Regions from separate parts of the Mus musculus genome. Here all the other regions are linked to region 3. A link is a contact called in public HiChIP or PLAC-seq and promoter capture Hi-C data. All regions are on one chromosome and are shown on one strand. Each heading gives the region's core, a stretch centred on a gene start, on an enhancer-like site or on the middle of the called end of the contact. The rest is flanking DNA. Distances are from core to core; before and after follow the strand shown.

The links. Promoter capture Hi-C pulls out the DNA fragments that hold promoters and counts their contacts. HiChIP or PLAC-seq counts read pairs in DNA pulled down with a chosen protein or histone mark.
Region 1: a promoter capture Hi-C map of stem cell-derived epiblast-like cells shows a contact between it and region 3, with 4 times the contacts expected there. The contact joins the promoter of Tmeff1 here to the promoter of Plppr1 in region 3. A contact is called at or near these places in 6 of 39 promoter capture datasets (cranial neural crest, frontonasal cranial neural crest, hippocampal neurons and 2 more).
Region 2: an H3K4me3 HiChIP or PLAC-seq map of embryonic hindbrain shows a contact between it and region 3, with 4 times the contacts expected there. The contact joins the enhancer-like site here to the promoter of Plppr1 in region 3. A contact is called at or near these places in 6 of 115 datasets of contacts at active chromatin or transcription factors (differentiating embryonic stem cells, embryonic forebrain, embryonic hindbrain and 3 more).

What each region holds. Positions count from the first base shown.
Region 1 is chr4:48,583,256-48,587,415 of GRCm38.p6, forward strand. Tmeff1 (transmembrane protein with EGF-like and two follistatin-like domains 1) reads left to right here and starts at 1,919. Exons shown (of 10, transcript NM_001356272.1): 1 at 1,919-2,386. The coding sequence starts at 2,215.
Region 2 is chr4:48,723,341-48,727,345 of GRCm38.p6, forward strand. No RefSeq gene overlaps it. Among named protein-coding and RNA genes, the nearest start is that of Gm52718, 50 kb to the right of the region's middle. Within about 2 kb of position 2,486, at least 41 of the 459 cell types and tissues checked have an H3K27ac peak or open chromatin away from gene starts, as enhancers often do.
Region 3 is chr4:49,056,982-49,061,147 of GRCm38.p6, forward strand. Plppr1 (phospholipid phosphatase related 1) reads left to right here and starts at 2,481. Exons shown (of 8, transcript NM_178756.4): 1 at 2,481-2,636.

The DNA of each region.
Region 1 (4,160 bases), core at 669-3,168, 470 kb before region 3:
AGACGGTGTTGGAGATGCAGATCTATTTAGATAAAAAGCATGGCAGATGTGCAACTTAACAGCAAATAGTTTTTAAAATTATGATGACAAAACCTTTTCATTGAAAAAAAACTCAACAGAAAAATATGAGCGGCAAGTACCTATCACCCACAATCCTCTTTTCCAGAGTCAGTGGTAATGTAATGGGGTAAAGCAGTCTTGCTCTTTCTTTGGGTTGGTACATATGTATAGTTTAGAAAAGAAAGGTTTTCTTTTCTTTAAAGAGCATTTATTTATTGATGTGTGCCTATATGGGTTTATGTGCTTCAGACTGCCGGGAACTGGAGTCACAGGCAGTTGGGCATCACCTGATGTGGCCGCTGAGAACCAAACCTAGGAAGGACTCCATCACTGAACCATCTCTCCAGTCTCCAGTATCCCTGTTTCTATACCATTCATCATTAACCTAATCATTATCAAAATCTATACACAAAGATGACCACCGGGGTCATATTTTACTGTTACACAAAAGCTGTCATGAAAATCTTCCTTTATTCATTGTTGTGTCTTGTTCAACCATCTCTAAAGCAAAAATTCCAATATTGGTATTGTTAGGAAAACAAATTTAGTTTTTTTCTTCATATTTAGGTTGCCGCGCCCTCCAAAATGTATGCATGAATAGTGCTAAGTTTGTCAGTCTTTCTAACTTTTTAATAATCATCCAGAGGGGTAACTTTTTGGTTTAAATATCTTTCCCTTTGTTGCTAGTGGCTTTAAATTTTTTTTGAAAATAAGTTTATTTGTAATGTATATGGGTGTTTTGTTTGATGCATATCTATACCACATGCCTACACTGCCCTTTGAGGCCAGAAGAGAGTTCTTGGTACAGTGTTTACAGATGGTTGTGATGCTGTGGGAATCCAAGCTGGGGCCTCTGCAAAAGCAGCCTGGGCTCTCAGCTGCCGGCTATCTCTTGCTGGTCTCCAAAGCTTTCTCCCTTGCCTGGACTTCTCAAAGCCTCCTTGTCTTTACTTCTATGTTCAGTGTTTGTTTTGTATTTAGATTGTAGCTTTCTTCAAGTGTCCTTTTTGCAATTTTCTTAATTTTACAATGAAATTCTAGAATTCCTTCTGAAGTGGGCAACAATAACAGACTTCGAACAAAGCGGAAAATTTCCAAAAATTTGGCCTATGGTCTTATTGCCTGTGTAAAGTTATCATCTAGCAAGGTGAGGGCTGCAGAGGACTGTACTGGGCTCCAGACAGCTGGAAGACTCTTGGTCCCAACTTCCTGATTTGGGGAAGGCAGAAAACCAGTATGGGAACTCCTTTGTAGGGCTGTGAAATAGAACTGGAGAGGATACAGGCTAAGAGCTTCCTCTAGGCCTTGGATATAGCAAATCCGCTCTAAATCTTTGCTATTATGCGCGGAAAGGGCAACGCACTTTAAAGATTCAGCCGAGAGATGTAGTTATCCAGGAACCCGGTGGGGCGAGTCTTGGGGATTAAGCCTTTTCCCCGGAGAAGTGCACAGCGGGAGTGAGCACTAGGTACCAATCCCGATCCTGCCCATTTCTTGGGATGTGACTGACCTTGGACAAGTCACCTTTTGCCTTTAACTCCACCTGGAAAACACACGAAAGACCACCCGAGCTCGTGCAGGGTTAGAAGGCGCGTGGGAAAGGCTCACAAAGGGCTTCTGAGACACCGTCCCGAAGCTCTCTCCAGTATCCTCGGCGCCGTCCGGCCAGCCGGAGGGATCGGCGACCCCGGCCCGCGCCCCCGCCCGCCTCAGGAACAATGGCTCCCCGGGAGGGGCGGAGCTCGGCGCCGGGGGTGTGCGCGGGGCGGGGTCGCCGCTCCCTCCCCGCCCGCGGCTCCGTCACGCGCCCCTCACCGGGCGGGCCGGGGTCTTTGTGACGCGGCGGCGACAGCCGCGCGGACACAAAGGGAAGGCGAGCCTGCGAGCTAGAAGCTGCGTCCGTCCCCGCCCCGCGCCCCCCGCGCGCGCCCCAGCTCCGTGTTCCCCACGCGGCGCGCTCCCTGCCCTCGCGCGCCCGCGCCCCTCGCCCGCGCCGGGGTCTCCCAACGAGGCTGTCCCGAGCGCGGAGGGCCGGGGCCTGGCGGGGATGCTGCGGGGCTGCCCCGGGCGGCTGCACGGCTGCTAGGAGGCGGCGCGGGGCCGGTGTGCCCGGCCTGCCGCTCCCTGAGCTCCCCGCCGTGCGGCCGCGACAGCATGGGCGCCCAGGCGCCGCTCCGGCTGCCGGCCGCGCCCCCGCTCGCCGTCTGCGGCTACACGTCGGTGCTTCTGCTCTTCGCCTTCTGCCTGCCCGGGAGCCGCGCGTCCAACCAGCCCGCGGGCGGCGGCGGGGACTGTCCGGGAGGCAGAGGCAAGAGCAACTGCTCAGGTAGGAGCCGCCGGCGCCCGCCTCTGGGGCTCCTCCCTTCCGCCGTTCTGGGCCGCGGGAGGACCCGGTGTGGACCAGGGTGCTGAGGAGTCCCGGGGGCCGGGCGGAGGGCAGGACGAGAGTTCGCGGTGCGGGCTTTGGGGACCTGGGTTGGGGATGGGGAGTGGTCGTTTGTGGGTCCGTAGGTGTCGAGTGGCCGGGACTAGGGCGGCCCTGCGGCGTGGTGAGCTGGTGAGGTTCCGCGAGACGGAGCAGTGATCCTGGGTTTGCTCGTGGAAGCGCGTGTAAAGTGTTGTGAAGCCCCAAGGGAGGGAGGACGGCTAGGCTTCAAGGGGAGTGTGTGCGTGTGTGTGTGTTTGTGTGTGAGTGTGATGGTGAGGAACTGGCGGACTGAGGATAAGGGCCTGAGAACTGACCATGTGTTGGTGGGGAGGTTCTTAAGAGTTCCTGGGTTTTAAGAGGGGTAATGCCGGTAAAAAGAAGGAGTGGTTATGTTTGTCCTTTGGGTTCAGGGGTGCAGTGGGGACCAAATCTGTCCACGGTTCTGTGCATCAGGGCAGCAGGGAGTCCCAGGAGGGCCCAGGAAGTGTTTTGTTGGTTGTGTCTGGACAAAGCCTGAGGCTCAGGTAACCACGCTGGAGTACGTATATAGGGTGAAGAGATGAGAGCCCAGTAGTGAACCCAGTTTGACAGAGGGAGGGAGCTAGGGAGTCATCTTGTGTGGGATTTGGGTATGAAAGGTAATTAGGTCTCAGAGAGTGCCCCTGTGTAGCTAGAGTAACCCCGGGTTAATTAAAGTGGTGTAGAAAGAGAGGCAATGGTGGTGTGTGTGTTTTGCAGGAGGACCTGGAAGATTGGCAGCCAGGGGAGCCAGGGAGTAAGTGACCTCTCCCCTCTCTCCAAGGCCGCCTGCCCTCCCACAGCTGTTGGAAACAAAGAGCGTGCTGGGGTTTTAATGGATGACACAGGGGAGGAGGGGGCCGGCCAGTAAAGTTCCCCCGTCCTTTTGGAAAGAGTCCCAGGGGAGCCAGGGGATTCAGGCCCTCGGGCGAGCAGAGGCTTCCGGGTTCTCTTGGGGGAGGGTAGGTCTGCTTGCAGCTGGCCCAGCAGACCTAGTGGTCATAAGCCAGCCCTTGCTCACTTGGGCTTTTATCACTTCTCAGACCAGCACTTGTCCTTTTAACTAGGGTTGAAGCGGGGAGGAGGGGTGCACCTGAGAGTCGATAGAGTCAGCTAGTGGGGGCCTGACAGACAGCCTGGGAGTTCGTGAAGGGGCTATGTTTATAGGACAGTGATTTAGGCGAAAGAGGCTTTATGCTGGCCTTTTTTTTTTTTTTTTTTTTTTTTTTTTTTGTGGTGGGGGACACCTTTTTTAGTAATTTTCATATGGTATGTTTTATGAGAGGTTTTGAGAACTAATAAAAATGGCATGCCCATTAAAAGCCTTTCCACCCATAAACTCTCTTCTATTTTTCTAATCGTAATTGGGATGGGATGACGCTTTAGTAAGCCGTCACTCTTTAAGAAGATAAGCTCTTTGTAAATCAGAGTGATTTGGGTTTTTTTTGGGGTACCAAATGATGGTTACCTTTTTTAGGTGACCACGCTGTCAAAATATCTTACTGGGTGATGTGTTACGGTTATTTGTGTGTGTGTGTATTTGTGTGTGTGTGTACCCTCTCTGCTTCTGTCCTAGTGCGTGGGGCAAGTGTTCAGAAAGGACTGGGCACTCACACGGTGTGGAAAGAAGGGGGCTCATCTGGAGGCCATAGCC
Region 2 (4,005 bases), core at 1,236-3,735, 330 kb before region 3:
GCTAGTGATCCTCTGATGAATCAGGCATCCGGCAAGGCATTTGGAGATGAAATGTATGCTGTAGTCTTGTCAGGGTTTATTGACAGAACTAGGGACATGGGAGTGAGGGCAAGTTCCTTTGCAGAGAATGAGTTAGTCGAGTCAATTTTCATGCAAATGGGAAGGGGGGCATACATGTCCCACACTGATGAGGCTGGGAGTCTGAATAATCAAAAAATATATGTTCTAAATCCACTAAAGGACCGCATAAAGGAATGCAGGGTGAGGAGGAATGGTTGGCGCTGTGAAGTGTTGGCCACAAGAGGAAGGAGGATTAAGAGCACCGTGCCCATGTGAAGACATTGCTAGGCCTGAGTTAGCGGAGGTTGTCGTTAGTTGGTCTCTCCTGACAGCTGGTGTTTTGATGGGCTGCTGGTTTTGTCTCCCGTGTGTATGCATTGGCAGAGGGAAGGCTAATACTAGGCAGCTATTAAAAGAGAGAGAGAGAGAGACATTTTAAAATGCCATCTTTTGTGCATTTTCCAAGTGTGCCTTAAATGGTGGAACAAATGTCCTTTGAAATTCTCCCTCCCACCCTCACATGCTGTCCTTAGGCTGTCTACTAGGCTAGAAAATTGTGCTTTCAATAATAAACTTCAATTTGAAACTCTTTTTTTTTTTTTTGTTTTTTTGAGACAGGGTTTCTCTGTATAGCTCTGGCTGTCCTGGAACTCACTTTGTAGACCAGGCTGGCCTCGAACTCAGAAATCCACCTGCCTCTGCCTCCTGAGTGCTGGGATTAAAGGCGTGCGCCACTACGCCTGACTAATTTGAAACTCTTAAAACTATTATAAAAATAGTTCCACAATGCCAGACAATTCTAGTTGCTATTGACATTCTCCATCATGTTCCAACACACACACACACACACACACACACACACACACACACATGCACTCATGTATGCACGACCAGGGTCTAGTAAGTGTTAATTAAAGTGGCAGTCCATAGTTATGACATTTTCTCACTGTAGCTTCTTCTTAGAAAGTCGGTGAGTATTAAGTTTGATTTATTTTTTTCTGCGACAGCATGTTGCTCTGTGGTTCAGACTGGTCTTGAAGGCATGTACTTCCTGTCTCAGATTAAAAAGTGTTGTGATTGTAGGCATATGCCATCATGCCCTACTAGATTTTTAAAAACTTGATAGCAGAATCTAAAGTGTCTGGATATTTGGAAAGGCAGAAAGGTTTTGCTTAAAGGAGAGATTTTAAACAGGTGATAAAGCTAAGGGAACTGGGCCTGGTAGTGCTTACCCCACACTCTGGAGGCAGAAGCAGAGGCAGGCAGATACTTGTTCTATGTAGTGAGTTATAGGCCGGCCAGAGTTACATGGTGAGACCCTGATCAACCAACCAAACAAATGAATAAGAGTTCCTCAATCATGAACAAATCAGTGTCACTACTATGGGAGAGGAATTTTGTTGGTATTTTTGCTTGTTTCTTGTGTGTGTGTGTGTCTACATATGTATGGTGCATATGTGCATAGTATATACCCATGAATGTTTGTGGGTGTGTGTGCCCAGGCACACCCACGGATGCCAGAGGAGGAAGTCCAGTGCCCTACTCTATTATTATCTACCTTTTTATCATGAAACACTAGCTATCATTGACCCTGGAGCTGGGCAAGCTCCAACAATCCTTCTAGCCATCTTTTACAGAGCTGAGTTTCCAGACACATGCATAGCCAAGTACTGCTTCTTAATGTGAATTCTGGGGATTTGAACTCAAACCCTCAGGCTTATATAGCAACTGTTATCCACTGAGCCATTTCTATGGGTCCCAGGAGAGATGACTTTATAAGTTTGGGGGCTGAAGTGTGTCCTCCTCTTGCAGAGAACCTGGTATTAATTAACAAAAATTTATAATTCCACCTCATATTAAATCTAACCACACAAGGCATTACTATTTAAAGGTTAATTTGACATATAAAAAAGGCAGTCTCTGACCTCAATATTCAATTATAAAGGACCATTAGATGACTCCAAACAGCAGAAAGGGCAGGGGGATGTTTGAGCTTTTTGTAACCACCTTGGAACTGGAGATAGGCAGGTTCAGATTGTATAATCCTGTCACACCTGCACAGAAGGCCCCTAAAGGCCTCGAGAATCTTCCCCTAAGGCATTTTGACTCTTTTCTGTGGCAGCAGACCCAAGTAACCACTAATGAAAGTGTGTTTTCATTGATGATGTGGAGAGAAAAATAGTATGTGTGTGTGTGTGTGTGTGTGTGTGTGTGTGTATGTGTGTGTATGTGTGGGATGGTAACCAAAACTTAAAAAAATCTAAATATGTTATAGTTAGAAGCAGTAAAAATTCATTTACAGAGGTGAGCTGCCAGGGTGTAAGCAAGAGCACCGTCCAAGGCAGCCGGAAGGAAAGTGCACACTCAGCCACCGCCAAGGCAGCACAGTTCACTAGAGCTCCCGACACAGACAAGGCGCAGCATTAATTGCTTTGTTAGAAGAGAAACGGCCTAAAAATAAGTGAACAATCCTGGGCCCCAGAGGTACTAATAGCAGTGGAAACGGTTGCCATGGCAACAGCAAAGGCAGAGTCAACCAAACGAATTACTAATACATACGAGTGTAAATGCATCTGACATTGAATAATGTGAGCCTACTCCTTAGCAGATTCCAACACTATTTTTGAACTTGGAAAAAACCATGCTTCAGCATTTATCACATGCAGGGTTTATTTTAGTCTATGGATTTTACAGTGAGGGGTAGATTTTTCACATGACGTGGTGGGATTGATTAAAAAGTAATTCTTATTATAAGAATACCACGGGAACATTAGAGGACATTAAAAAATAAATGGCCTGTCATTCTCCCTGTCAGTACAACAGCTTGCTTATGCCTTCTTGCTCTTACCCCCTTCTGTGTTATTATATATCTTTAAAGTTCTGACAGTTTTGCATTCTGCGATCATGTAATCCCACGATGCAAGCATTTTCCATATTTTCAAAGTCATCTTCACAGCTGCTGATTAAAATGCTGTCATAGCTGTTTATCAATTGCATCATGTCGTTGGGTGAACCTTCACCTGTGTGAAGTGTTTATATATTCTTGATAAATTATATTCAGACAATGCGGCGGTGGACAGGTTGTGTTCAAGTGAATTATCAGCATGCAAGTTCTCAGCAGTACATCCGTTCAAGCTCGTACGTAGGCCATGGTGCATCCCAGCGCAGGAATACCTTCTAGCTGGAGGTTGGAGAGGTCAGCAGTTCTTGATTACTAGGCAGTGTCCACAATTAATAGAGTAGGGAAGAATGCTTTTTCTCATTATGCCGTATATTGCTTTATAATGCACATCTGCGTCCACACCTTGGGCTCTATTACAATCCCTAGTGTTTTCTGAAAGACCATTTCTTATCCCAAATGAATCTGTCAATAATAATTATTATGGTAAAAGTAAAAAAGCCCAGCCAACACGATTGAATCACTCCCTCATCGTCTGCGGTGAAGACAAGTGACTCTATATCACAGAATGACAATGCCTCTTGCATCCGCAGTAAATCAGGTGTCTTTTTCATGCTCGTTGGAAGTACGGCCTCATATTTAGAACCATTCATCTTGTTTTGTGTACATAATGGCCCAATTGGCTCAGAATAACTGTGTCAGTGTTTCAGGTTTTAATAGAGCTGTTTGCTTCTATGAGGATGCCTTCAGAATGTACTGCGATTCTGCTCTTAGATTAGAAAATCAAAGGGCAGCCTCATAAGACACTATGTAGAGGCTCTGCCTACACGTGGAAAATTCAATCCTGATGATGGATTAATGACAGGCTGCAAGTGGGATCATTTGTTATCAAAACTATTGTTTGATGAGCATTCAACTACTGAAGGGTTGTGTTCATTCAAATCGACCAAAGGATGTTGGCTTTCTTCTGCTGCCACTAAGATATGTGGAAAAGAGTTGCATTTGACCATTTTTGTCTCTGACGAAGTTATTCACTGGAGAGAAAG
Region 3 (4,166 bases), core at 1,231-3,730:
ATGAGAAATAAGGGGTGCACATGCTTGCTTGAAGACACGCCTGTCTCACCGTTATGTCCATACATGAGCAGAAAGGTGAGGCTAGAATTAGTTACTATTTGCAAGGCCACGTGTCTTCATAGTATTCTTTTTACTACATGGATTTAAATACATTAGGGTGATGCGTGCGTGGGTGATAGAAGAAGCCAGAAGGGAAAATTGGGAAGCTTTGGTTTTCAACTTTTTCACTTGCACTCTCTTAGAAAAGAAAATCTCAGCTTAAAACAAAATTCAGGGTAATGAAAACGTTAACCAAAACACTGAGAGCCGCAGTTTGCAGAGAGCCATGCAAGCTAGGAAGTGTTATATGCTTTGTGTACATCGTGTCCCCCCTGAATTTTCCCCACTCCCCACATAGGAAGGTTTTATTCTTGAACTGTCCATTCATAGTTCTATAGTAGATGCAGTATAGAGGGATTCCACTTGATTCGCAGTTCCACACATGAAAGGTTCTCTTCACCTTTGACCTTGAAGCTACTTGACACTTTCAGATGGTGAAGTGGGGCCCGGGGAGATGGCTCAGCAGGTTATGGTGTCCACAATTAAACACCACAAACTTAGTTTGATTCTCAGGATCCATATATTGTGGAGGGTAAGGATTGGCTTTTGCAAGTTGTTCTCTGACCCTGCTAATATGAGAACCTTGAAATTCCTGTAAACATTGTTGATTGTTCTAAAGGGAATGTGTGTGTGTGCGCGCGCGTGCAGATCTCTCTTAGATATTTCTAAATACTGTAATAGCAAAACATTAAAAAAATAAAAACAGTCATGGTTAGGAGCCCCAAATATATGTCAGAGGTTTCATTGGAGACCCTGATCTTCCTCCTGGGTGGATGGAAATCCAACGTTACTGTTCTTTAAGCAAAGGACTCAGCTTTATTCTCAATGAGGGGGAAGGTATTGCCACCTGCCACACTTCCTGGGCAGCACTCTTTCTAAGAACCTCCTATCCTGGTGTTCTTAGTTCCCCCCCCCCGCCCCTTCCTGAACTTTGCTTTTGTTTGTGGTATTTAGACATGCTGTTTTCTCTCCTCTGTGTGTGTCCTAGGATTTGATCTAATTGTCTGCTGTTCAAGTGTCACTCAGCATTATTATTGAGAAGACAAATGGGACACAGGTCAGAGTTCATCAAGAAGGCATCTGCTTGCTAGAAGTGCACAGTGGAAGCCCTCCGAAGTGATCTTTAAGGAAAGCTTGGAAAACATTTGCCAGAGAGGGCCATCTTCTGTGCTTCTTCCTTGGAGGGATAAAAAAAAAAAACAAGTGAGTGCAAGGGAGTTCCAGAAAGTCCCCTGTTTGGGATGTCTTTTTCTAAAGTAGGGAAGCAAATGGGGTTATGTGTGCTGCTGCTGTTTGATTAAACTGTGAGAAGAAAATGGACGCTTGTTGGTGCACAAACATCGCTGAGAAAGTTTCCACTCCACTTGCTGAGTCTCTCACCTGCCAATGTCCAGTGGCTTCAGGTTACTGTGCCTTTACAGGCTCAAGTTCTCTTACTGGACTTTCTTAAGCTAACAGTTGTTCTTCCACTTAGCAGAGGGGCCAGAAGCCTCAACCTATGAGAGCCCACAATTGCTTTGGCACTGGAGACAAGCGGGGCAATGGCTGCATTGTTCTTTTTGCCCTCTTGAGTAGGCAACTGTCTTCTCCATCGGATCTTGACACGGAACAAGGCTGAATCCAGGGTCCTTGGAGAGTCACCTTCCTTCCGCTACCCTTTATGTGCCTTTCTGCCCTGAAGCCGTTAAAGCTGTTTGGACTGGACGACTCTGGACTGCCTGCCCTTACTCCTTGCTAAACACAGACTGGAAGTTGGGGGAAGAAGGAAACCCAAGTCAGAAAGCTCATTTTAGTCCAGGTGCCACCTGCAGCCCGGGTTTCCTTGTGGACTTCTCTGCATATATCATGCTTTGGCCTCAGAGATTGCTTGAGAAAGCACTAAAAATATCCAAGGCAAGAAAAACGCAGCGCTACCAAAGACTGGCAAGCAGAAGCGGCTCCTAGGTGGGTGGGGATCCTGCCACTGGCTTCCAGAGCGCGGGAGCCCTGGCGTCTCTGCTCAGGGAGCACCTAGGTAGCGGGATTCCCGGGCTGCCTTCCAGGAACCCCGCAGAGTCTCCGGTACTCCCTGGGGCACAACCCTGCAAGCTTCATGCTTCAGCTCTTGAGAGAGAGCAAGCTCGGTGCCCCTCTCTGAGCATGCGCGGTCCTCTCCCCGCCTCTACGCCCCCCCACGCCCCCTCCCCGCCGGCCTTTTGCTCCTTCCCTTTCATTAAACAAACGGGAGGTCCCAAAACCTGGACCCAACGACAAGAGGAGGCAGCAGAGGAGGCTTAGCAAGGGATGGTCGCCGAGGGGAATCTGTGATCCCGCGCACTCCCGCCCCCACCCCGCCCACGAGCGCACACACACACACACACCGCACAAACACACACACTCGCATACGCCCGTGCCGCGCGCTCGCCCGCTCGCTCTCCCACGCAAGCGGAATGCAGCAGCGCCTGAGGAGCTCGTCTGCAGCCGCTGCCTGAATGCACCTCGCCGCCTGCAGTCCGTCCGCCCAATAGGGCGCAAGGAAGGAAGCTTGGCCGCCAAAGGTGAGTGTGGTGCCCGGGGCACAGCTGAGGCTGGACATACTGGGGCGAAGGGGGCAGGTTTCCGACTGGACGAAGCGACTCAGGTGGCCCACGCCTGGCTTGCCGGTTGCAAGGTGCAGATGAAGGTAATGCCCTGGTTGTTCCGAGGAGGAGAGCGCGATCCCATCCCAGCGAGGATCTCGGCTCCTGCGAGGTGCCAGATGGACCCAGAAGAAAGCTACCCCGTCCAGGCTCGTAAACTTTCCTCTCCTGTCATTTGGAAAACGTGGAGACAAAGGGGGCGTGGAGGCGCTCTCTCGGTCCGGTTCCGCCCTTCAGACTGCATTGGGTCGAGATACCCAGCAGGGTTGCAGGGGTGGGCGTGGGGATCCGGAGACCTTTCCAGTAGCTGTTGTCAAACCCACCGCCCCAGCAGGGGTTGAGATTTCTCAGCCCCTAGCTGTAAGCGTTGCCATTGATTTTGCCTCAGGCGTGGGCACCTGCCAGAGATTCTCTTTCCTGAGCTCCAGGCGCATAGTAACAGTGTCACCTGGAGAATTAGGATGGCCAAGGGCTTTCTTGTCGACTTCGACGGTGACCGAGTTTCTAGGGTGAGGCTCGGGTCAGTGCAGGATGAGTGATGAGTTATTGAAAGGCTTGGAGTAATCACCTCCTAGAAACGCCGGGCCCCAGGGTCTCTGCTCCCGGGAGAAGGCGCTGTCTTCACAAACACCACTGCAGCAGATCTGGGAGCTGGGCTGAGACAGCTGTGTGGCAGCGGTGTCAAGCGAATCTGGGAATTTATTTTTGCCCTGGATTTTGTGGCACACACGTGTGGACTACGTGTAGGATTCTGGGCTGTTATTTGTCTTTGTGGGGATACAGGTTTTTTTTTTTGCTTTCAACCTATTCTGTGGAGATTCTTTGCCACCTGCCACCTAGTTATCTAGTTATTTCCCTACCTATTTCTCTTCTGCACCAGGGAAAAGGTCCTGAGAACAGAATTTCCATTTGAAAAGCCAGTCCCCGCTGAGATGAACTCTGAGCAAGGGTCTCTTGCGACTGGGGGAAGCCTGGAATCTAAGGGCCCTTTGAGGTAGCCAACACTGGGTCAGCAGGTGAGGCCAGACAAAGAGGAATAGAAGAGGGGCAAACGAGAGGCATTTAAAGAGGTGTGAACAGACAGCCAATTAAGGCAGGATGAGGGCCAGTGGCAGGCACTGTAAGGCGTTCACTGATTCCATTCTCCTTTCTGGGGCTGTGGTTGGCAGTCCCTGTTCATGGAGTGGGATCTACTTTGGAGGTGCCCAGGTTGTTGCATCTGGACCACAAAAGACTTGGTCTTCCCAAACTTGCCTTTACTATACAAACAAGTTTGGGTTTTTAGGTATAGAAAGTAAATGTGTTCACGTTTCTCCATCCTGCCGTGTTTGTGACTGGAAGGTTGGGTGGATGCACGTGGGTACAGTTTTTGTCTCTTCTATAAGCTAGAGTCTGGTGTTGAAGCGAAGCTGGTGCTGGCAGAAGAAATGCTGGAGGCCGGGATCCAGT